Linked DNA regions of Mus musculus: regions 1, 2, 3, 4, 6 and 7 are each linked to region 5. The links are chromatin contacts, called in public HiCAR-type, HiChIP or PLAC-seq and promoter capture Hi-C maps. All regions are on one chromosome and are shown on one strand. Each heading gives the region's core, a stretch centred on a gene start, on an enhancer-like site or on the middle of the called end of the contact. The rest is flanking DNA. Distances are from core to core; before and after follow the strand shown. Region 1 holds the start of Tmem167b (transmembrane protein 167B). Region 2 holds the start of Psma5 (proteasome subunit alpha 5). Region 3 holds the start of Ap4b1 (adaptor-related protein complex AP-4, beta 1). Region 4 holds the start of Gnai3 (guanine nucleotide binding protein (G protein), alpha inhibiting 3). Region 5 holds the start of Atp5pb (ATP synthase peripheral stalk-membrane subunit b). Region 6 holds the start of Trim33 (tripartite motif-containing 33). Region 7 holds the start of Hipk1 (homeodomain interacting protein kinase 1).

Evidence for each region. Promoter capture Hi-C pulls out the DNA fragments that hold promoters and counts their contacts. HiCAR-type assays count read pairs that join an accessible place to other places. HiChIP or PLAC-seq counts read pairs in DNA pulled down with a chosen protein or histone mark. Capture Hi-C pulls out chosen DNA fragments and counts their contacts.
Region 1: a contact with region 5 is called in a promoter capture Hi-C map of liver, with 3 times the contacts expected there. The contact joins the promoter of Tmem167b here to the promoter of Atp5pb in region 5. A contact is called at or near these places in 1 of 39 promoter capture datasets (liver) and 1 of 9 other capture datasets (liver).
Region 2: a contact with region 5 is called in a promoter capture Hi-C map of pre-B cells, with 4 times the contacts expected there. The contact joins the promoter of Psma5 here to the promoter of Atp5pb in region 5.
Region 3: a HiCAR-type map of astrocytes shows a contact between it and region 5, with 6 times the contacts expected there. The contact joins the promoter of Ap4b1 here to the promoter of Atp5pb in region 5. A contact is called at or near these places in 1 of 39 promoter capture datasets (liver), 1 of 484 Hi-C or Micro-C datasets (muscle stem cells) and 1 of 115 datasets of contacts at active chromatin or transcription factors (astrocytes).
Region 4: an H3K27ac HiChIP or PLAC-seq map of thymic regulatory T cells shows a contact between it and region 5, with 8 times the contacts expected there. The contact joins the promoter of Gnai3 here to the promoter of Atp5pb in region 5. A contact is called at or near these places in 1 of 484 Hi-C or Micro-C datasets (CD4 T cells) and 1 of 115 datasets of contacts at active chromatin or transcription factors (thymic regulatory T cells).
Region 6: a contact with region 5 is called in a promoter capture Hi-C map of erythroid cells, with 7 times the contacts expected there. The contact joins the promoter of Trim33 here to the promoter of Atp5pb in region 5. A contact is called at or near these places in 4 of 39 promoter capture datasets (erythroid cells, hippocampal neurons, liver and 1 more) and 1 of 115 datasets of contacts at active chromatin or transcription factors (astrocytes).
Region 7: a promoter capture Hi-C map of liver shows a contact between it and region 5, with 2.5 times the contacts expected there. The contact joins the promoter of Hipk1 here to the promoter of Atp5pb in region 5. A contact is called at or near these places in 3 of 39 promoter capture datasets (the C10 cell line, hippocampal neurons and pre-B cells), 1 of 484 Hi-C or Micro-C datasets (muscle stem cells) and 1 of 9 other capture datasets (liver).

Annotation. Positions count from the first base shown.
Region 1 is chr3:108,561,080-108,563,779 of GRCm38.p6, reverse strand. Tmem167b (transmembrane protein 167B) reads left to right here and starts at 1,314. Exons shown (of 3, transcript NM_026198.2): 1 at 1,314-1,509. The coding sequence starts at 1,500.
Region 2 is chr3:108,255,526-108,258,225 of GRCm38.p6, reverse strand. Psma5 (proteasome subunit alpha 5) reads right to left here and starts at 1,300. Exons shown (of 9, transcript NM_011967.3): 1 at 921-1,300. The coding sequence starts at 949.
Region 3 is chr3:103,808,146-103,810,845 of GRCm38.p6, reverse strand. Ap4b1 (adaptor-related protein complex AP-4, beta 1) reads right to left here and starts at 1,329. Exons shown (of 10, transcript NM_026193.2): 1 at 789-1,329. The coding sequence starts at 901. Dclre1b (DNA cross-link repair 1B) reads left to right here and starts at 1,459. Exons shown (of 4, transcript NM_133865.2): 1 at 1,459-1,946; 2 at 2,609-2,700. The coding sequence starts at 1,758. It overlaps Gm15471 (predicted gene 15471), which reads right to left. Exons shown (of 5, transcript NR_040412.1): 5 at 2,406-2,632.
Region 4 is chr3:108,144,825-108,147,524 of GRCm38.p6, reverse strand. Gnai3 (guanine nucleotide binding protein (G protein), alpha inhibiting 3) reads left to right here and starts at 1,373. Exons shown (of 9, transcript NM_010306.3): 1 at 1,373-1,637. The coding sequence starts at 1,520.
Region 5 is chr3:105,957,946-105,960,645 of GRCm38.p6, reverse strand. Atp5pb (ATP synthase peripheral stalk-membrane subunit b) reads left to right here and starts at 1,383. Exons shown (of 7, transcript NM_009725.5): 1 at 1,383-1,498; 2 at 1,748-1,784. The coding sequence starts at 1,459. It overlaps Wdr77 (WD repeat domain 77), which reads right to left and starts at 1,148. Exons shown (of 10, transcript NM_027432.3): 1 at 948-1,148; 2 at 508-693. The coding sequence starts at 1,062.
Region 6 is chr3:103,277,975-103,280,674 of GRCm38.p6, reverse strand. It overlaps Trim33 (tripartite motif-containing 33), which reads right to left and starts at 1,382. Exons shown (of 20, transcript NM_053170.3): 1 at 229-1,382. The coding sequence starts at 796.
Region 7 is chr3:103,790,011-103,792,710 of GRCm38.p6, reverse strand. Hipk1 (homeodomain interacting protein kinase 1) reads left to right here and starts at 1,436. Exons shown (of 16, transcript NM_010432.2): 1 at 1,436-1,716.

The DNA.
Region 1 (2,700 bases), core at 65-2,564, 2.6 Mb before region 5:
CTGTATAGCCCTAGCTGTCCTGGAACTCACTCTGTAGACCAGGCTGGCCTCGAACTCAGAAATCCGCCTGCCTCTGCCTCCCAAGTGCTGGGATTAAAGGCGTGTGCCATCACTGCCCGGCTCAAGTACTCTTTCCTACATCAAACACTGTGGCTACTCTACTAGTGGTTTCCTCCTCTTGACTGTCCATTCCAAGTCTTCTGACAGTTTTGTTCTAGGTAACCAGGCGGTTCACAGCCAGCAGATGGCACTGTAGCAGGAATGGACAGAATTCTTAGGTTTCTGAGTGCAGCACTTTCAGTCAGACTCTAGAAAAGCAGACCCAGCTGTCTATAATTGAAGGTCCCAGTTTACAAAGCAGAACCTAAAGCTTTGTTCCCTGCACGCCAGCCCACCATTAGACTGTCATCATCTAGTCAAAACATCTTCAGAGAAGCCAGGGTACATTTCTGAAGAGGTGAGGCCAGCATGACTTAAACTCTGCAGATAAAGGAAACTATCCTGGTAATTTAAGGAAAAGAAAGTCATTCTAACAAACAGGAAGCTGTCTGAATGCTTCTGACAACCGAAAGCTTTAGGATCGGAAGCATGTGGCTTTTGTTATAGTTTCTTATTCCGTTTACGAAAGTCAGAGGCAGCTTGGCTAGATTTCCGCAAGAAGCCACCTAACAAGGGCTGTCCCAGGAGTCCGAGCAACTACTGTGGTATCCCCCTCAGCACTCAAACTCTCGTCGGGTTTCAGATATTACAGCACATATTACTGCTGCAGAGCATAGAAGCAAAACAAACAAACAAAACAAAACAAAACAAACAAGCCGTGTCCCCAAGAACGGTCCAACTATCCTGACAGTGGTGACGTTTTCAGCTTGGTATGGTAAGATACAGTGACCCTGCTGTAGTATACACACGTGCGCCACCTTACGTGCAATTGCTTCGCATTATAGCCTGGTTCCCAAGTGTTTTCTCTTGGAACTGTACCTGATTTCACTACCAGTTGTCACCTAAATAAGTTGGAGGAAACGGGATGGCTTTCTTTTGTTTCTTGGTCATGAATCACTGGAACCCTAAGTTTTGTTCTCAAGTAGATACAACGGGGAACGACATGTTCTGGCACACTGAACATGTGTCACAGAGCAATCCCTACAGCCTTTATTTTTCAAACACACTGTCTGGGTCCAGTCGGTCTAATTAGACAGGAGCAAGCAGGCGGACTTCCGGTTGCCATGACCACAAAGGAAGCCTCGCCCAACACGCTCTCCTCCCACTACGTAGGGACGCAGACGCTACGCAGGCAGGGCGAGGCTTTGGCTCGACGATCAGCTAATTATGCCTGATTGAGTTCGGCGTTTCTCTCGCTCGGCTCTCGCGCTTGCGTACTACGGCTCGTTCCCCGTCACCACGGCCCGGATCGGGAAGTGTCAAGTGGGAGCCGGGTTCCCCCGCATTTGCAGCCGCCACAGCTGAACCCGGACCCCTCACCCCAGCCGGGCACTACCGCCATGACGAACGGTGAGAGCTGGGGGCCCGAGCGGAGGGTGGCGGTAGAGGACTGGGACCAAACGTGGCGGGCGGGGCTAGACTGACGTGGCCGTTCCCCCCGCCCCCTCCCAGCCCGGCCCCCCTGGACCTTGGGGAGCCCCTAACTCCTGTCTGGGATGCTCCTTGCAGTTTCTCTTTTCTCAAGCCCATCAAGGTACCCTAGTGCCACACCTGACTTTTCGTTATCACCCTTTACTCTCTTTTCTTTCCTAGAAGTTGGTTCTGGCCGCTGGGGAGGTCGTTCACTATAGAATTATGTTGTTAGTCCCCAGGGGAGAGAAGCTGTTATCCAGTTCCCTAAGGTCTCATACTTTCTGACAGTAAGCTGGTTGAAAGGACTTAGTAATGGTATCAAATCCCACCGTTTGCGGGGGAGGTGATTGTAGACAACCCCCAAAGTTTTTTGTTTGTTTGTTTATTTTGTTAATTTAAAAGACACCAAAAAAAGCCTTCATTCGTTTGACTAAAGTCCTAGTTGGGTGGCTCCATCTGGAGCTTCTGGCTAATACCGCAAAGGGTGGATTTAGAAGCCGCCTTTTATTAGTGATGGAGCACTTGTAATTTTTCCAGATTGCTTCAAACAATTTTATAGTCATGATTTTCAGGTTCTAGAGCATGAATTAAGACCTTTATAGTCAGTCTTACAGGAACGGAAATAAGAAAGCCTTTTCTAGGTACTATGATTGGAGAGGCTCGGGAAAGTATTTCTCATAGACTTCCATAGACGTGACACTGAAGACTGAAATGTCATTTCCTTGTGAATTTTGGCATTGTCTCTTAACTTATAGGAGTAAAAGAGCAAGACATAAAGGCATCCATAGAAACTGTCTGTGAGCTGACTGATATACTGGAACTAGCTGTGAAATAGTTTCACTGGAAGAAGTCAGTATAGTCCAGAACTGGCGGGAACCGACAAAGACCCTGATTGTATATAATATCCATTTGAAGCTTTCTGGGTAGTCAGTCTTACCATAGTACACAAAGTTAAAGAAGGAACGGAGGAAGACATAGTGTAAACTAGGAAATAAAATATTCTGGCACAGTTGATTACTGAATAAAATCTGCCTTTATGTAATTCATTTTGCTTACCTGGGTATCACATGTAAGAAGCAGAACTAAGAGCTTTCTGTGTCACCTAAGCATCAGATACATTTTTGTTTT
Region 2 (2,700 bases), core at 51-2,550, 2.3 Mb before region 5:
CCTGTCAAAATTGTGGCACCTGGAATGACATATATATATTTTGACAGGCTCAATACATACTTGCCAAGAAAAGTAATTTCTCAGTGGTAACCTGGAACTAAGAAAATGTCTGCTTTCCCTAACTTTTAAAGGAACCCAGTGGTTTGCAAAACTGCTCAAAACAGAAACTGAAAGTTACAGTATCTACAGCATTTATGACAGTATTAGTTAGCATTTTCGAGACTTGAAAGTTTTTAGGTTGTCTGCTCTTTTAATAAACACAACCACACAGCTTTGACTTTACAAAACATTTAGCTTTCAACACAACACTAAAATTAACTTGCTTTCAAACCTCCTCTCACATACACACACTTTGGTCAAATGGAATCAGTGTATTAAAACTCTTCTGAGAACCACTGTACATTCAAGTTCCCACAAAACCAGATTGTAGGCAATATATTTATCCGAGCATAGCTGAAAACTGCCTTCGCTCTTCAAAAAAGATTAAAATGTACAGCACAGGACGGATTCCTACAAACTCATCCAATAGTCTCTGGTAGCTTCTATTCAAGGAAACTCCTTTCACTTTTCTTTTTCCTAAGCAGTCAGACTTAGGTTGAAAAGACGGACGCAAGGCTGGTGTCCCCCTAATCTACTCCAGGTTAAAGGTCCCGATCCCTCTCCGCCGCCTGCCCCAAGCAGCCCCAGCCTCTCGCTTCCGCGGGGAGTCAGGATTAGCGGTGACTCAGCGGGACAAGTGCAACGGGTCCGCTGCAGTGTAGCTTGGGGAATCTCGCCGGGCGCCTCGGGAACCAGATTCCCCGGGTCCCGCCAGACTTAGGTTCTCCGGGCGCCCCATGACACTGCAGAACCCAGGCCGCGGCGCGGGCCCCAGGCCCGCCCACCCAAATTTCGACCCTGCTGCTTCCCGCCGTACGAACCTGTCGTACTCGGACCGAGTGAGGAACATGGCGAGGACAGAAGGAGGCGGCAGTGGCTACGCGGGGTTCCCAAAGGCCACACGATTGAAAGCAGCACCCTAATCAACCACACCGCCACAGCACCAAGGACCCTGCAGCCGTCTGCGCGTGCGCACGCGACCTTTTTAGCCCGCCCTCCCGTGCTTCCCTTTTATTGGCTGATTGATATTCTCGCCGCGATGATTGGACTTGACAAGCTTCTTCACCGGACCTGGGTTAACAGGGAGGCGGAACTAGAGAGCACTTCCGCTTTCCGTCACCCTTGGTTGCTACGGGCGCTGGGACTCGAGGCAACCGGTGAGAGTGAACCTCGTCGTCGAGGAGTGAGCACGCCGCGCTTTGGATGGCTGCAAGACTTGGCCTGATGACTGGGTTGTCGGAATCGTGACGTAAGTCTCGCCAGCTCGCGTAAATGCAGCCGGGGGACACCGGTCTCTTACTTCGCGCTCGCCTGCCCAGCTCTTCGCTGTCTTCCCGGCTCGGTGGCAGCCGGAACTAGGTTTGCTGAGGACTTTTTGACTTGGGTAGAGAAATGTGTGCGCCTCTACCAGCGTGCCCGGCAGTTCTGCCAGCCGGGCTTGTTGAAAAAAAAAGTTTTAAAAGTTGATAGGTTCTAATCAGCAAGAACGTTTTTCAATTTCTTGCATAGGTACGATTATTTTATCAAGTCTTTCCTGGATTCGTACACATCACCACCACCACCCTAACTATCCAAGTTTCAGACCCAGACCTGGAGTTCAGTATCGGAGCTTCAGATTAGTCACTGCTTTTAAGGACCTTAATTTGTGTATGTGCTTCTTGTTTTCTCTTCCTAAGGGTAGAAGAGCAACTTGAGCTTTTTTTTTTTTTAAGAAACATTGTAAATGAATCATTTATCAAAGAAAGTTAGGTGGTTAAGAAGTCCTGACTCGGGCTGGAGAGATGGCTCAGGGGTTAAGAGCACTGGCTGTTCTTCAGAAGGTCCTGAGTTCAAATCCCAGCAACCACATGGTGGCTCACAACCATCCTGAATGAGATCTGACTTCCTCTTCTGGTGTGTCTGAAGACAGCTACGATGTACTTACATAAAATAAATAAATAAATCTTTAAAAACAAACAAAAAAAACAAAAAAAAAAAGAAGAAGTCCTGACTCTCTAGGAATGTAACTCGGTGACAGAGTACTTTCATAGCATGCATGAACCTCTGCCCAGGCTTGGCGGGGGTGGGGTGTGAGGTGGTCAGAGTACAAAGTTTCAGGTAAGATTAATACCTAATGGAGATATATGATACACCAGGATGACTAGAGTTAATATCTTACACTTGAAATTTTTCTAAGAAGGTAGATTTTAATCACTACCAAAAAAGGCAAATGTTAGTGAAAGTTAACTTAATCGTGATATATACCTATATCAAAACATAATTCTGGTGGCTGGAGAGATAGCTTAGCACCTGATTCCCTTCTAGATGCCCACATTTGGTTCTCAGCGTCCTAGTCAGGCTGCACATAACTACCCTTTATTCTAGCTCTAGGGGATCCACTGCCTTTTTCTGCTCTCTGCTGGCCCCTATATATGTGTCACACATAACACACACACACAAACACACACACACACACACACACACATTGAAAAGTCTTTTTAAAAATACCATTCTGGGTTGGGTGTGATAGTTCCTTTAATCCCAGCACTCAGGAGGCAGGGAATCTCTAAGTTCAAGACCAGCCTGGTATACCAAGTGAGTTCCAGGCTAGCCAGGGCTATG
Region 3 (2,700 bases), core at 80-2,579, 2.1 Mb after region 5:
ACCAAACTACTACAATCAACTGAGACTGTTTATTTACAATACAGTTCCTGGATTCTATCCCATCCTAATGAAATCAGAATTGATCCCTAGATCACGATTTTTTAAAAAAGGACCCCATGGGACTTTTGTGTCCTACCTACAGTTTTGAGCTACAACTATAGATTAGTTACACGTTCAAACATATATAATAGAAAAAATCCTAACCAAAGTGAGGAGACAAGGCTACTTATTAATAAACTACCACAACAGGCTTTGGTAATTACAGCCTGAGCCAACAACAGTACAACTTTAAGAACAAGAATTGATATTTTGAATTTTTCATACCACCTGACAGTAGACAATGTTTTCAAGGTTGACTAGCAAGCTTGGTAGGGTGCCTGGTGACATTCATAACACAAATACAAGCAGAATAGTAGGTTTAAAGAGGAGAAGAATGATAGTATTATTTTGGTCATATCTTTGATGAACTATCCAAGTCGAAATGTAAAGCAAGCAGAAAGATATACAGGTCTGAATCTAGAAAAAAGGGAGAACTGTTCTACGTTAAGTCATTGAACCAGGAGTCAGCCGCAATTGCTAAAGCCTGTGGTATGAAGGAGACCTCTCAACTGGGCATGGTGTTCCACACGGAAGACTGAGATGACAACCCAGAAATGCAGCCTCAAGGCCAAAAGATAAAACTGCCCTTCTTTAACTTTTTCAGAGTGATCGCAGAGCTCTGAAGAGGATTAAAAGTGGGGCCGGGGGGGGGGGGGGGGAGTTAGAATTCTATGGTAGGTTGGTGATACCTAATAACTCGCTGGATGACATTCCGGTAGCGCAGCCTATCAGCCTGAATATGAGGGTTACACAGAGCCTTCTTCAGTTCCTTCACCACGTCCTCAGAGCCAAGGTATGGCATCGTCGCCAACACTCACGGGACAGTTTCCACAGACCCGTAGGGAACTCGTGGGCTCCTCCTAATTTCGATGTGGGAGCCTGAATAAAGGAGATGTAGTCAGTGAAAACACTAACGGCGAGATGTCACTTTGCTGTGCCTGCCCCCCAGGGCGGAACACATTCTTGGGTCCTCGGGCGAGCCCCGACCCTTCAGGAGCCGCCCGGAGACCCACAGGCCGTTGGCTCTGCCCAGCAGATCTCAACTCTCTCTAGGCCCAGTTACGAATTCTACACTAGCAAAAGGCCAAAGACCTAGCACAGCCTCCTCCCTGGGAATCTAGTCCCAGTGGCCGAGGACACCCCAGACAGCTTCCTGCGGAAATCCCGCCCCGTCGCCCTGAGACACAAGGAGCAGCTTTCCGGGTCGCGCCGAGCGCCGAGCGCAGGTCCGGGGGGGGGGGGGGGGGGGCACCGACCTCCGGACGCCCTTCCCCCACCCATTCTCCCCCTCGGCGCAGGCGCGCAGCTCACTGTGTGAGCGCCGCGGCCGGCGATCGGAAATCAACTACTAGGGTCTGTCTCCCCGCCGCCGCGCGAGCTTTGACAATGTGGGGACTGGGCCCGAGCTCCAGCGCGCGGTTGTGAGTGATGCTCTCCCGACTTCTTCCGCGTTGGGCGCTTTCATCCTGATCGTCCCGAGCGCGGCCACCTTCTTTTTTCTCACTCTGTCTACTAATTCCGTTTCTGGGATGGTTTTCCTTTAGGGCTTCTGGACTTGTTCCAGAGTCCACTTGTCATTGGGACGCTGTCGTGGAAACCTCACTCAGGAGTGCGGTTCCCGCGAAGACCCCACTGGGTGACACCTCAACTCTGCCACCATGAACGGGGTCGTAATCCCCCAAACGCCCATTGCTGTGGACTTTTGGAGCCTGCGCCGTGCCGGTTCGGCGCGGCTCTTCTTCTTAACCCACATGCACTGTGACCACACGGTGGGTTTGTCTAGCACTTGGGCCCGGCCCCTCTACTGCTCTCCCATCACTGCTTGCCTCTTGCATCGTCGCCTGCAGGTATTGGGGCTGGGATTTGATCGCTGAGACCTAGTCCAGGAATCTGGGTGGGGACTTCTGATCTGTCACAGTTTGGGGGATTACCGAGTGGGAGACATAAGGACTGAATTTTTACAAATGTGGGAATTGATCCCGGAATGAGACTGGCTTCTAGTTAACTACCTGGAGGTTTTTAGTCAAGGAAATGATTCCTATCTTTTCAAAAACCAGTGCTTTCCTAATTTGCATTTAAGAATCTACCAGACTGTTCAGTGATAGAACACTTGTTTAGTGTGTGCAAGAACCCTAAGTTAGATCCCCAACACTCATTGCCCGCCCCCAATAATTCATCTAATGTGCTAGATAAAAACACATATTGTCTAACATCTCCTCATCTTGTCTGTGTCAGTAGAAGTGGCTGGTGTGAGACTGGAACTTTTTTTGACAGTTGTTTCCCACCCATGGCTGGGATTATCATGATAGGAGAAAGTGTGAGAATCTTTATTTAGACTGTTTTCAGATTCTGAGTTTAAATCTGTACAAAGGGTGGGAGACAGAAGAGGAAGGAGAGATTTCTTGGGAATCCTTATAACAGCTTACATGAGAGTGGTTCAGAACTCGGTCAGCTTTCCTTGATGAAAGAGAAGTCTATGGTTACTCGGGTGACCAACTGTTTTCCTCAGGTGTCTAAGCACTGGATCCGGGCCCTGGAGGTTGGCGAGAGTCATGTATTACCTCTAGATGAAATTGGGCAAGAAACCATGACTGTAACGCT
Region 4 (2,700 bases), core at 124-2,623, 2.2 Mb before region 5:
CAGGGGTCTCCCAGCTATACCTTCTAGAGAGGTCTGGTAGAAAGAGGGCGTGAAGTTGAAACTAGACAGATGTACTTACTGTGTGGACGTGGGAAAGCGACTGAATTCCTCTGAGCCCATTTTCTCATTGGCGACAATGGGGATTAATATTACCTACCTCACAGGGTTGTTGTGAGGATTAAGAGATGAGACATGGAAGTGCCTACCTGGCAAAAAGGTACTCAATAATGTTGTGTTTCCCCCTTTCCTCTTGACCCTTTCCCCCCTAGAAGTGATCAGAAAGGAAAAGCAGTTTCTTTTGGAAATGAGTGGGAGACTTTCCAGACTTGGAATTGACAAGCATTATGGGTGACGTGGACGAGGTTAATCTAATTAGATGGTTCTAATTAATTAATTTTCACTATAGACCTTTCTCTTGGGAATTTGTAGCTTAAGTTACCTCCTACTAGAGAAATGTTTTAAATTCCAGGGAAATGTTTCAATGGCTGTAAAAAAATGCCCCTTCTTAAAACGGGTGTTGAGTCATTGTGGGTCTATTTAGTAGGGACTTTAGGATATTCTTCACAGAGCCAATATTCAGGAGATAGTAGAAAGACAACTTTTACCAAACTTCCCCCTTTCTGTGGCTATCACAGAGGAACTCTTGTTAGATTAGAGATTAGCTCGTTTATTTCTGGGTATGGAACTAAGTCCTCAGGTTTACCTGGAAGAAAGGGAAGCGTGGAAATATTATAAATGAATTACACCTAGTTTCATATTCTAATACTTACTACCTATTTTTCACTCTCTATTACTTGATGCGGTCGAGTGATCCTTTGCCAACATAGGAGTGCCAGGCATATGTACAGCTCACAGAAATCCATACGTTGTAGCAGAAGGACTAATATATACTTGGCATAATGGGTGTAGCCAGAGGAATGGGTGAACATCCAGGCTGGGCAGCTCAAGGATCAGACGGAGGGAACTTTGGCTGAAGTGCCCAACACGCGGCTCTGGACAGAGACCTGGGCTCCAAATCACAGATGAAAAGGAAAAAAGGTTTTTTTGTTTGTTTGTTTTCTGGAGAGGGAGGCTTTTCCCAACAGCAATTCCCAGAGGACTGTGAGCTCTCATTTGAGAATCTGATCCTCACCGCCAAACCTCCAGAGCACACCACGTGCTGGAAGTCCCGCTTTTTCTACACTTGGAATCCAAGTCCAGGAGCCGGAGAAGTAAAAGGGTATTAAGGCTGGGAGGTGCGGAGCGAAGGCTCGCCATCACTCCACGGGGACAGTCAGGTACCAGGGAACTTCCGCTCTCCGTACCACCTCCGCCTCCCACTGGCACAGCGCTCTAAGTAGTAACGGCCGCTGGGCGTCGCCGGAAGTGTCGTAAACAGCACACATCCGGTTCTTCCGGGAGCTAGGGGAGCTGACGGAGAAGGCCACCGCCCAGCAGAAGACCCGTCTCCGCCGGTGTGTGGCGATTCCCGCGGTGTGTGTGAGTGAGCCCGGGCCCGGTCCCCTCTCCCGCCGCCGCCATGGGCTGCACGTTGAGCGCCGAGGACAAGGCGGCGGTGGAGCGGAGCAAGATGATCGACCGCAACTTGCGGGAGGACGGGGAGAAAGCGGCCAAAGAAGTGAAGCTGCTGCTGCTCGGTGAGGGGCTGGGGGCGGAGCTGGAGCGCTGGAGCCGGAGAGCCCGGCCCCGGGAGCAGCCGGAGCTGATCGGGGTCTGGCCAAGGCCGGCAGAGAGGACCCCAAAGGGACAAGGAGGGGATGCCCAGCAATGGGGCGGGTACTGGGCTTGGCGACTGAGGCCCCGGAAGGCGTGGGGATTTCAGGTTGGAGAGGGTGTAACCCGGCTGGGATGGTACTTAGTAGAGTTGGGGAGTTTGGAGCCCCGAGACTGTGCTGGGAATCCGGGCACGGCTCTTAAAGGGAGGGACCGAAATTAGGGAGGGTTCACACTGGGCTGGAACGTGTTGAGGAGGATAGTGTATGGTGTCTGGTGGGGCCTGTCTAGGGTTTGTGTGAGTTTGATACTTGATGTCAGGATAAAGCTGGAAGGATTGAATGATTAAATAGCGAAGCTAGTACAGAGAGGGTCACATAAAGAACTTGCTCGCAAGTCTTTTTGTGCTGTTAGTGAGGTGGGTTGTCCAGGAACACCCAGGAGGCGGTTGAAATAAATGACAGGTTCTTAGGTATAAAAGAAAAGACCTTGGGTGCAGAGGCCACTAATACTTTTTTCAACTTTTTTTTAAAATCTCTCTCTCTCTCTTTTTTTTTTTTAAATTCTCTTGAGCTTCCGTGATTCCTTTTTTAAATTAAAGGGCTAGGGATGGTGTGAGCTGAGGAAATTGAAAGAATGCCATTTTTGAGGTTTGGGGTAGAGGACAGTGGGACCATGTGTGTCGGGAATAGTAGAGGATAACATATGGACTGGGGCAGATTTATTGTAGAGATTGTGATCTATTTGGGAGGGGTTGATTTTTTTTTTTAATTGGGTTTTTCAAAATAAAAGTATGTATTGGCTTTCAGACTACAAACACCGTGTTGTCTTATACTCAAGTGGGCTTTTTTATCTCTAGTCAGACATGTTTCAGTCAGGATAATTTCGTTTTAAACTTTGATAGGCCCAGTAAATCATATAAACTTCTCTCGCATTAGCTTACCAGTAAATCCAGCTGTATTCATTATTTATATCTTTGAGGAATCT
Region 5 (2,700 bases), core at 134-2,633:
TTACAGGCAGCACCTATACCCAGCTTCCACCAACTTATATAAATTCTGACTTTCTTTAATCTGCTTAATTCTGAGAACTCCATACACGCATACAATGTAGTCTGACTATATTCATCCCTAGCTTGTCCAACATTTACCCTCCATCACCTACCAACTTCATTTCTTTGTCTTTTTTAATGCCAAAGCCTACATTTCTCAGCCTGACACTCAAAGAAAGGTGGGATTAAGGACTGTCCAGTGACAGAGCAGTTGCCTAGCAAGGTGAGTCAATTCACAGCACATAGCAAACACAACAGCAAAAGAAAACAGGAGGCTAGGCACGGTGGCACACGTCTTTAATTACAGCACAGAGGAAGACTTCTGTGAGTTCAAGGCCAGCCTGGTCTACTTAGTTTCTGGGACAGCCAAGCCAATAAGGTAAACAACCCTGCTTCTAAATAATAAAACACCTTTTCCCATCCTACCCTGTACCCAACTCTTCAATTCCAGGGGAGGGGGATCACTCACCTGAATCAGAAGCCACTAGGATACCTTTGTCCCCCACCCAAGTGAGGTCAGCTACTCCAGCCTCGGTCTGGACGCCAGCAGAGCAGAAACCTTCGTTGGGGGCCGCACTAGGATCCTTGAAAAACCACAGAGAACCTACCCAGCAGCGACCACTCAGGCTGGAGACCCCGAGCAGAAGGGAACCATCTACGGTGGGGAGAGCAAAGTTATAAGGTGTCAGATGGAAGGCCTTGTTTCTATGGTAACCTCACAGAACCCCGTGGCGGGACCAGTCTGAATCTGAGATCGGATTTGTGGAGCTGAGCTGGGGCAGGGCCAGGACGCCAGGTATGGCCGAGGAGGGCCACACGGCGCTGGGAGGACTCGAGAGGGTCAGCACCGGGAGAGGGCACCCGAGACTGGGGGTAAAGGGGCTTCCAGGCCCCGGGATCTCGGCTCACCAGACCGGTACCGTGCAGCCTCCAATTGACGTTCCATGCATGCGGGCGCATTGGGGGGCAGGTTCCACTCGCGGGCCGCCGGGGGCACGAGCGGAGGAGGGGTGTCCTTCCGCATCTCCACGATTCCAAATCTAACCTAGACCCAGACTCGACGAGAGACCCTGACTCGGCGCCGGAGGGACCGCACACGTGGTGTACCTCTGCGCAACCGCCCCTCTCCGAGGGAATTCGCTCTACTTCTCGCGAGAATTGTGTCTACCCTTCCAGCCTGCTTTTCCGTCTCCTGTCCCCGCAGCGGGATTTTGTTTGTTTCCCTCCCTCAGCCCCACCCATTTTTTCTCCTCTTCTCGCGATAGTGGGGAGGGGGCGGGGAAAAAGCCGAGAACTTCCGAGAAAAAGCGAGCTGATCTCTTCTCGCGAGATGTGCGAGCGGCCATCTTGCTCCTGCCCCTGACAGGCTCGGGTCGGGGTCACAGGGACACGGAGCCCGCTGTCCCGCTCTTCGCAGACAATGCTGTCCCGGGTGGTGCTTTCTGCTGCCGCCACAGCGGGTGAGAGACGTAGAGCCTAGGTTAGCGTAGCAGGGTGACTAGGAAGAAGCCAGGCCGGGGAGGCGGGAAGCGGGTAGAGGACGGACTGCGGCGTTTGGGCCCGAGCTCACCCACGGGAGCGATCTGGAGAGCTCCCGGGCCGCCCAGCATCTCAGGGCGCGGCAGAGACGGATGCCAGGGCCGACACCCGGGAAGGTAGAAACGCGATTTCTCCTTGACTTTGCTAACCTCCGTCTTGTGTATTTCCAGCCCCGTGTCTGAAGAACGCGGCCGCCCTAGGTCCAGGGTGAGTGTCACCACGTCTTATTCTCTTTCCATTTCCTAGCGTCAAGCCAAAAATTGCTGTTTTCCTTCACGTTAGCCAGCTTGCATACTCATTCGGACGTTTGTTCTTCTAATTGCCTTGAACATGATCCTGTTCCTTCCTCTGACAAACACCAAAGAGAGGCTCACCCCTCGTTGTGACCTTCAGCGACACACAACCAAGTTACTGGCTTACTTACCCCCAAGGACAGATCTGGTTAAATACAGCAAAATAAAACCTATTGTTTTGGGTGTCTTCCAGATTTCCATCTTTTATTAACCATATCAGGAGGCCGAAAACACATATGGCTTCGTAAATGCTTGTGTTGATGATCACATAATGTGACAGTGGATAACTTTGTGGAGATCACAGTAACAACCCTAGTCCTAGAGACAGCTACACAGTAGCTCCATCCTCTAATCCGTCAGTAAGACTCAACTCGTGAGGATGCTTTGAGTCTGACTACTTTCACTACCATTGTTACAGCATGAAGCCGCTGCCCACAGTTCTGAAATGGACAATTTCACTAGGCTTTCAGTCTTAACATCTGTTTTTATCCCAATACAGTCCATTCTCAATGTAGCAGAGAGATCTTGGCAGTTCCCCCCACTTAAAACCCTTCAGAGCTCATATCCCTATTGCAATAAAATCTAAACATAGCAAAACCAAGAAAACCTGAATTAACCTCATCTGTGTCTTGGGTCTTTTTTTATGTACTGTTAATGCCAGCCCTGCTTTCTCCAAAGAATGTCAAACTCTTTTTTTTTTTTTTAATAATTTTATTTTTGTGTGCGTGTGTGCTTGCAGAGGCAGAGAAAAAGGTATTAGATCTGCAGCTGGAGTTAGAGGTTGCTGTGGGCAGCCCAGCATAGGTTCTGGGAACCAAATCTGGTCCTGT
Region 6 (2,700 bases), core at 133-2,632, 2.7 Mb after region 5:
CTCTGCAGAAGCGCCTCAAACCTCCCTCTCAGCATCCCCTCCCCCAGCCCCTCGCAGCCGGCACCCCTCCCTTCTCTCTCCCCATATCTCCGGCGGTGCAGCTTCTCTGGTAACCGTCCCCGGGGCCGTAGCTTTCGTCTCGGAGACCTCTCTGCACTGCACCGTCCGAGCACCCTCGGCACCCCAAGCCGCCACACCAGATTCTCCCGGGTGCGGCCTGCTGCTCACCTTGCTGGACGTCACCGTTGCTGCCCCCAGGGATGGGCACGCTGAGCTGGCGCTCCGGCTCCGGCAGACAGCGCAGGCAGAAGGAGTGCAGGCAGGGGAGCAGCTTGGGCTCCGCCTCGCGCCGGCTCTGCAAGCTCTGCTGACACACCGCGCAGGTGTCCAGAAGCGAGGCTGGTGGTCCGAGAGGTGGCCCCGACGAGGAACCAGGAGCCGGGGCGGGAGCGGGGGCCGGGGCCGGGGCCGGGGCCGGGGCCGGGGCTGGGGCAGCAGCTGGAGCCGGCGTCGATGCCGCGCCTCCGGGGACCGCGGAGCCCACTGAGGCCGCGGGGACCGAGGCGGCCGGGGCCGAGCTTGAGGAGGCCGCGGCCACCCCCCCGTCGTCGGGCCCAGCCGCACCGCCCTCCGCGCCAGCCCTGCCGCCTTCCTCCTCCTCCTCCTCCACCAGCACCGCGGCGAGAGGCGGCTCCGCCTCCTGCGCCGTGGGCCCGGCGGCCCCGGCGGTTACCGGCGCGCTACCGCTGCCCCCGCCGCCACTCTCTGCCTCACCGCCGCCTTTGTTTTCCGCCATGTTTTCCTCTTTGAACCCGCCGGACCGCCCCGCGCCGCCCGCCGCTCGCGCCGCCGCCGCCGCCCCCAGCCTCAGCCGCAGCCACAGCAAGAGCGGCCGCCGAGAGCGAGCGAAGTAGCGAGCGAGCGAGCGAGCGAACGCACGAGAGCGCGCGCGCACGCGGCGCCCCCGCCCTCGCGTCGCGGGGCGGGAGGGGTGGGCACGCGCACGTACGCACCGACGTCCTCCGGAGGGAGGCGGGAACTCCGGCCGCGCGCGCTCGCGGGACAGACCGCGATGCAGCTCCGCGCCTCGGTGTGGTCTGTTGCCACCCGGCTGGAGTTGTGTAGCTCGGTAGGAGCTGGTGGAACTGGGTCTCTATGATGTGGCTGCTAGCGCCGAAGCCGCGGTGGTGCGGGAAGAAGGGAGGGAAAACATGCAGGAGTAGGAGGCCGGCTTGCGTTCGCCCCCGAGCGAGCGTCTCCACGGCGACGCCATCCCCAGCGACGGGCGCGCCACCGCGGAAGCTTCACCTGTCGCGCGCTTGGTCGCGGAGGCCTCCTACCGAGGAGGTGCGGACCACCTGGGTCTTCGCTGGGTGTTGCTGGACCGCGTTCTCTAGAGGGCTGTGACACCCGAGAGCGGCTGCGCAGAGTTCCCCCCACCACGTACACACACACCCCAAAAGTCTCCAGATATAGGCTCCTGCGGTGAGACAGAAGTCTTCTAATAGCTATTTTTAGCTTCTTAAGGTGATTCTCCAACGTTGCTACATACCTGAAAGCCAATCAAATGAGCTTTTTTCTAAACAGAGATGCCAGGGCCACACCCCAAAACAGAATCAGGAAGTTGAAAACCAGATGAATGTTGAAAAGTCCCTGCGGCTGATGTGCCAGTTTGGGAGACCATGTTTCTAACCAATATTATATCCCGAGAATCTCACTCGGCGTCCCCGGGTGGGCCAGCTGACTGTCCTCACCACCTCAATCTTAGAAGCTTTATGAAAGGGTTTTGTTTTGTTGGTATCGGGCCTCTCCGCCTCAGGCTGCCATCAGACCTTCATTTAGCCAGTGCTGCCAGAACAAGTGTAACTTGATATAGTGCCCACCTGTAGTCACCTGCAGGGAGACTGCTGAGTTCCTGGCCAGCTTAAGCATCAGGCTTCATAGGGAGACCTTGCCTCCAAAAAGAAATGGGGGAGGGGAAATGATGTAAGTGCAACAGCTGTTTTAATGTGAGTCTCACAAGCCCGTCCTAGACCGTAGTTATACAGGAAATTTATTTGGGTGAGTTTTTAAATTCACAGAAAAGCGTTTTTCATCAATTCCTTCAAAATCTCTTCTGACTTTCGTGTTAAGATAGAAACGTTGGGGTTCCTGCAGGAGAACAAAGAAACTCTCTGCCTTCAAGAAGTTGACAGTTTAGAGGATGAACATGGAGAGTATGTCGGGGGAAATGATAAATGCTTTGGAGTAAAAATAAGGCGAGTGTAAAGGATTTGTGCTGATTGAGCAAGGGCTCTGCTGATAAGGTGAAGAAACCTGGCTTGCACAAGAGTATTCCAGACAGGAGCAGGTGGCAAAAAACAAAGGGCCTAAGGCAAACAGAGACCCTGGAATTAGTGTGAGAGGAATGGCTTCAACAAGGAAAGGAAAAATAGGAGATAACACTTGTGGTCGTTTGAATAAAAATGGCCTCCATGTGGCCAGGCCTGGTGGCCCACGCCTTTAATCCCAGCACTCAGGAGGCAGAGGCAGGTGGATTTCTGAGTTCGAGGCCAGCCTGGTCTACAAAGTGAGTTCCAGGACAGCCAGGACTACACAGAGAAACCCTGTCTCAAAATAACCAAAAGAAAAAACAAAAACAAAGAATGGCCTCCATAGTTTCATTTATTTAAATGGTTGGTCACCTGGGAGCAGAACGGC
Region 7 (2,700 bases), core at 187-2,686, 2.2 Mb after region 5:
TCCTGTGGGATTGAACATTTTGCTAACCCTGGCTCTCCAGGGAAATGAACTTCCTCCCCATTCCCAATGTTAAGAGGAGAAACTCAAACGACTTTCCTTAAAAGGTATGATAGGATAGCCTAGAAAACATTTTGTTAGGTGAAGATCCAAAGAAATCATGGATGTATGAGTGAGGACTGAAAAATATAACTGATAGAAAGGCCTCTCCTAGACCTGCTCTCTGCTCACAGGACACAGGTAAAAATCTATGGTGGTGGATAGTCAGTTAGGGGTTCAGACTGTTCTTGTAAGAAAGAACACATTTTCCATCTCCTCCTCTTTCTTTTTTTTTTTTTTTTTTTTTTTTGGTTTTCAGAGACAGGGTTTCTCTGTGTAGCCCTGGCTGTCCTGGAACTCACTCTGTAGACCAGGCTGGCCTCGAACTCAGAAATCCCGCCTGTCTCTGCCTCCCAAGTGCTGGGATTAAAGGCGTGCGCCACCACTGCCCGGCACTCCTCTTTCTTTTAGGTAGGGCCTCTCTATGTAGATCAAGTTGACAAACTCACAAGAGATCCATCTGCCTCTCCTTCCAGAATCTTGGGTTTAAAGGCATGAATCCTGGGTTTAAAGGCACGTACCATCCTACCTTACTCTTATAAATACTCGACTCCAAGAAATGTTTCTCATTTTAAGAACCAACATTTTACAGCGCGGAAGGCATATCAAGTCCCACAGAATCTCTTGAGGCTGAGTTGGCAACTGTCTACTAAGATAACCTAGTTTTCAGGGTCATTTTTCTTAAACATTATGCCAGGTCCACTTTCCGGAATCCACCGCCTTTCTACCCTTCGTGGAGGTAAGACAATTTTTGTTTACTGCATGCATGGAGGAGCTGAGTTCGGATATTTTATTTCCTAACAGATTCTACGGTGGGAGCGCTTCAGCACAGGGAGGCATCTAAATCCCTTATGCTGCCCTGAAATCGACATGGCAGCAAACAATTTAAGTAAAAACTGAGAATTCTAAACCCTCAGAGTCATCCCCAGGTAGTCAATGTCTCCCTGCGCTGCCCAATCGCTGGGATGTGATTGGGATGTTGGGGGAAAATCACACTGGTTTGGGGTGATGTCACACTAGCTGAGATGACATCTAACTGTAAGAAACCCGACCGCCACCAAACGCCGGTTAAACGACCTCGGAGACTGCTGTGCGGAGAGGACTGGGAAACCGGTCCCCACACACTGTCCACGCTGGCTCCCCACGGAGGCCCACCCACACCCGCGGCCCGGGGCAAGATGCAGTGATCTCAGCCCTCCCGCTCCTCCGCACTTCCGCCTCAGTAGGTGTCATGGCGCTAGGTGGCTGAATGGTTCCGGCGAGGCGGGGCCGGCGGGATGGAGGCGGTCGCTCGGGGCTCCACTTGTCGGGTCTGGTGACAACGGCGGCTGCGGAGCGAAGGGCCGGGCCGTGGCCCCGGACCGCAGGGGAGGCCGAGGCGGGAGCGCTCGGCGCTGAGGCGGCGGCGGCGGGAAGGGGCCGGGTGGCAGGGCAGGCGGGAGGCTGGCGAGGCTCCGGCCGCAGGACGGGCGCGGGGACGGCTCCGGGGGGCGGGGGCCGGGGCCGGGGCCGGCTCGTGCGGGGGGTATGATGACCCGGCTGCGGGGCCCCGGATCGCCTCTCCTCCGCCGCCTCCTCGCGGCGGCCCCGACTCGAGGCTGAGAACTACACACACCGGCGGTGAGTCAGGCTCGGCGAGGGGCTGGGGTCGTGGACTTTGGGAGTCGGCGCCCCGAGGTGGGACGGAGCGAGCCGCAGACTCCCTTGGGTAGCCGGCTTGCTTGGGGTGCCTCTCTCGCCAGGCCCCGCGCGGCCCTAGGCGCCTGGTCGCGAGCGGCCAGGCGCGACTGCGTGCCGGAGAAAATGGGCAGCTCCCCCTGCCTCCTGCCTTTCCCTCCAGATCGTGTTGTCCTCAGGTGACAGGGGTCCGTCTGGCATCTCCCCACCGTACAGATCTCCACCCCAACCGCGGACTGCGGTGGCAGGTTCTTGTGCTTGTGCGTGTGCATGTCACCCCACTCCCTGTAGCTGTAGTTTGGGCGTATTGGTGCCTTTGGGGACCGGGAAACCGCATCTAGAGTAAATCGTGGTGGTCGGGCTGGTATGGAAGCTTTTCTGTTCTCTTGGTTCATGTTCTGTAGTCTTTGAGTATGTAATTTGTGATGGTGGTAACGCTGTGTGGGGACCAGCCCACCTATATGTTTATCTCTGCAAGGCAAAGCTAGAGGTCTAAACTTTTGCAGTCCGTCGTCGCCTTTAAAGCCAAGAACAACAAAATCCAAAACATTAAAAGATGGAAACAACCAAAAGCCTTTGGGTAGGACCCACACTATAAACAGCTCTGTAGGGCAGCGTCCCCCTTTTGTGCTTGGCAACCGAGACCTAAAAACTTGGTCTCTAGGAGCGTTGGTCTAACCTCCAGTTTGTTGTGGTGACGAACCGTGAGCAATGGCCTGTGTGTTTATGCTGGGCGCGTTTTCTTTCCTGTTTGGGAATGGGTACTGGAACGGGAAGCCGGAGAGGGGGTGGGGGCAAGCTCCAGTAAGTGAATCTTTTCTCTACATAACCAGTGACTCAGTTGTGGATACTCATAAGATGCGCATTCTTGTCTCTTTGGTGACACTTTGAGAATTCTCAGTAGTGTAGTGCAGCCACAAACAAGAG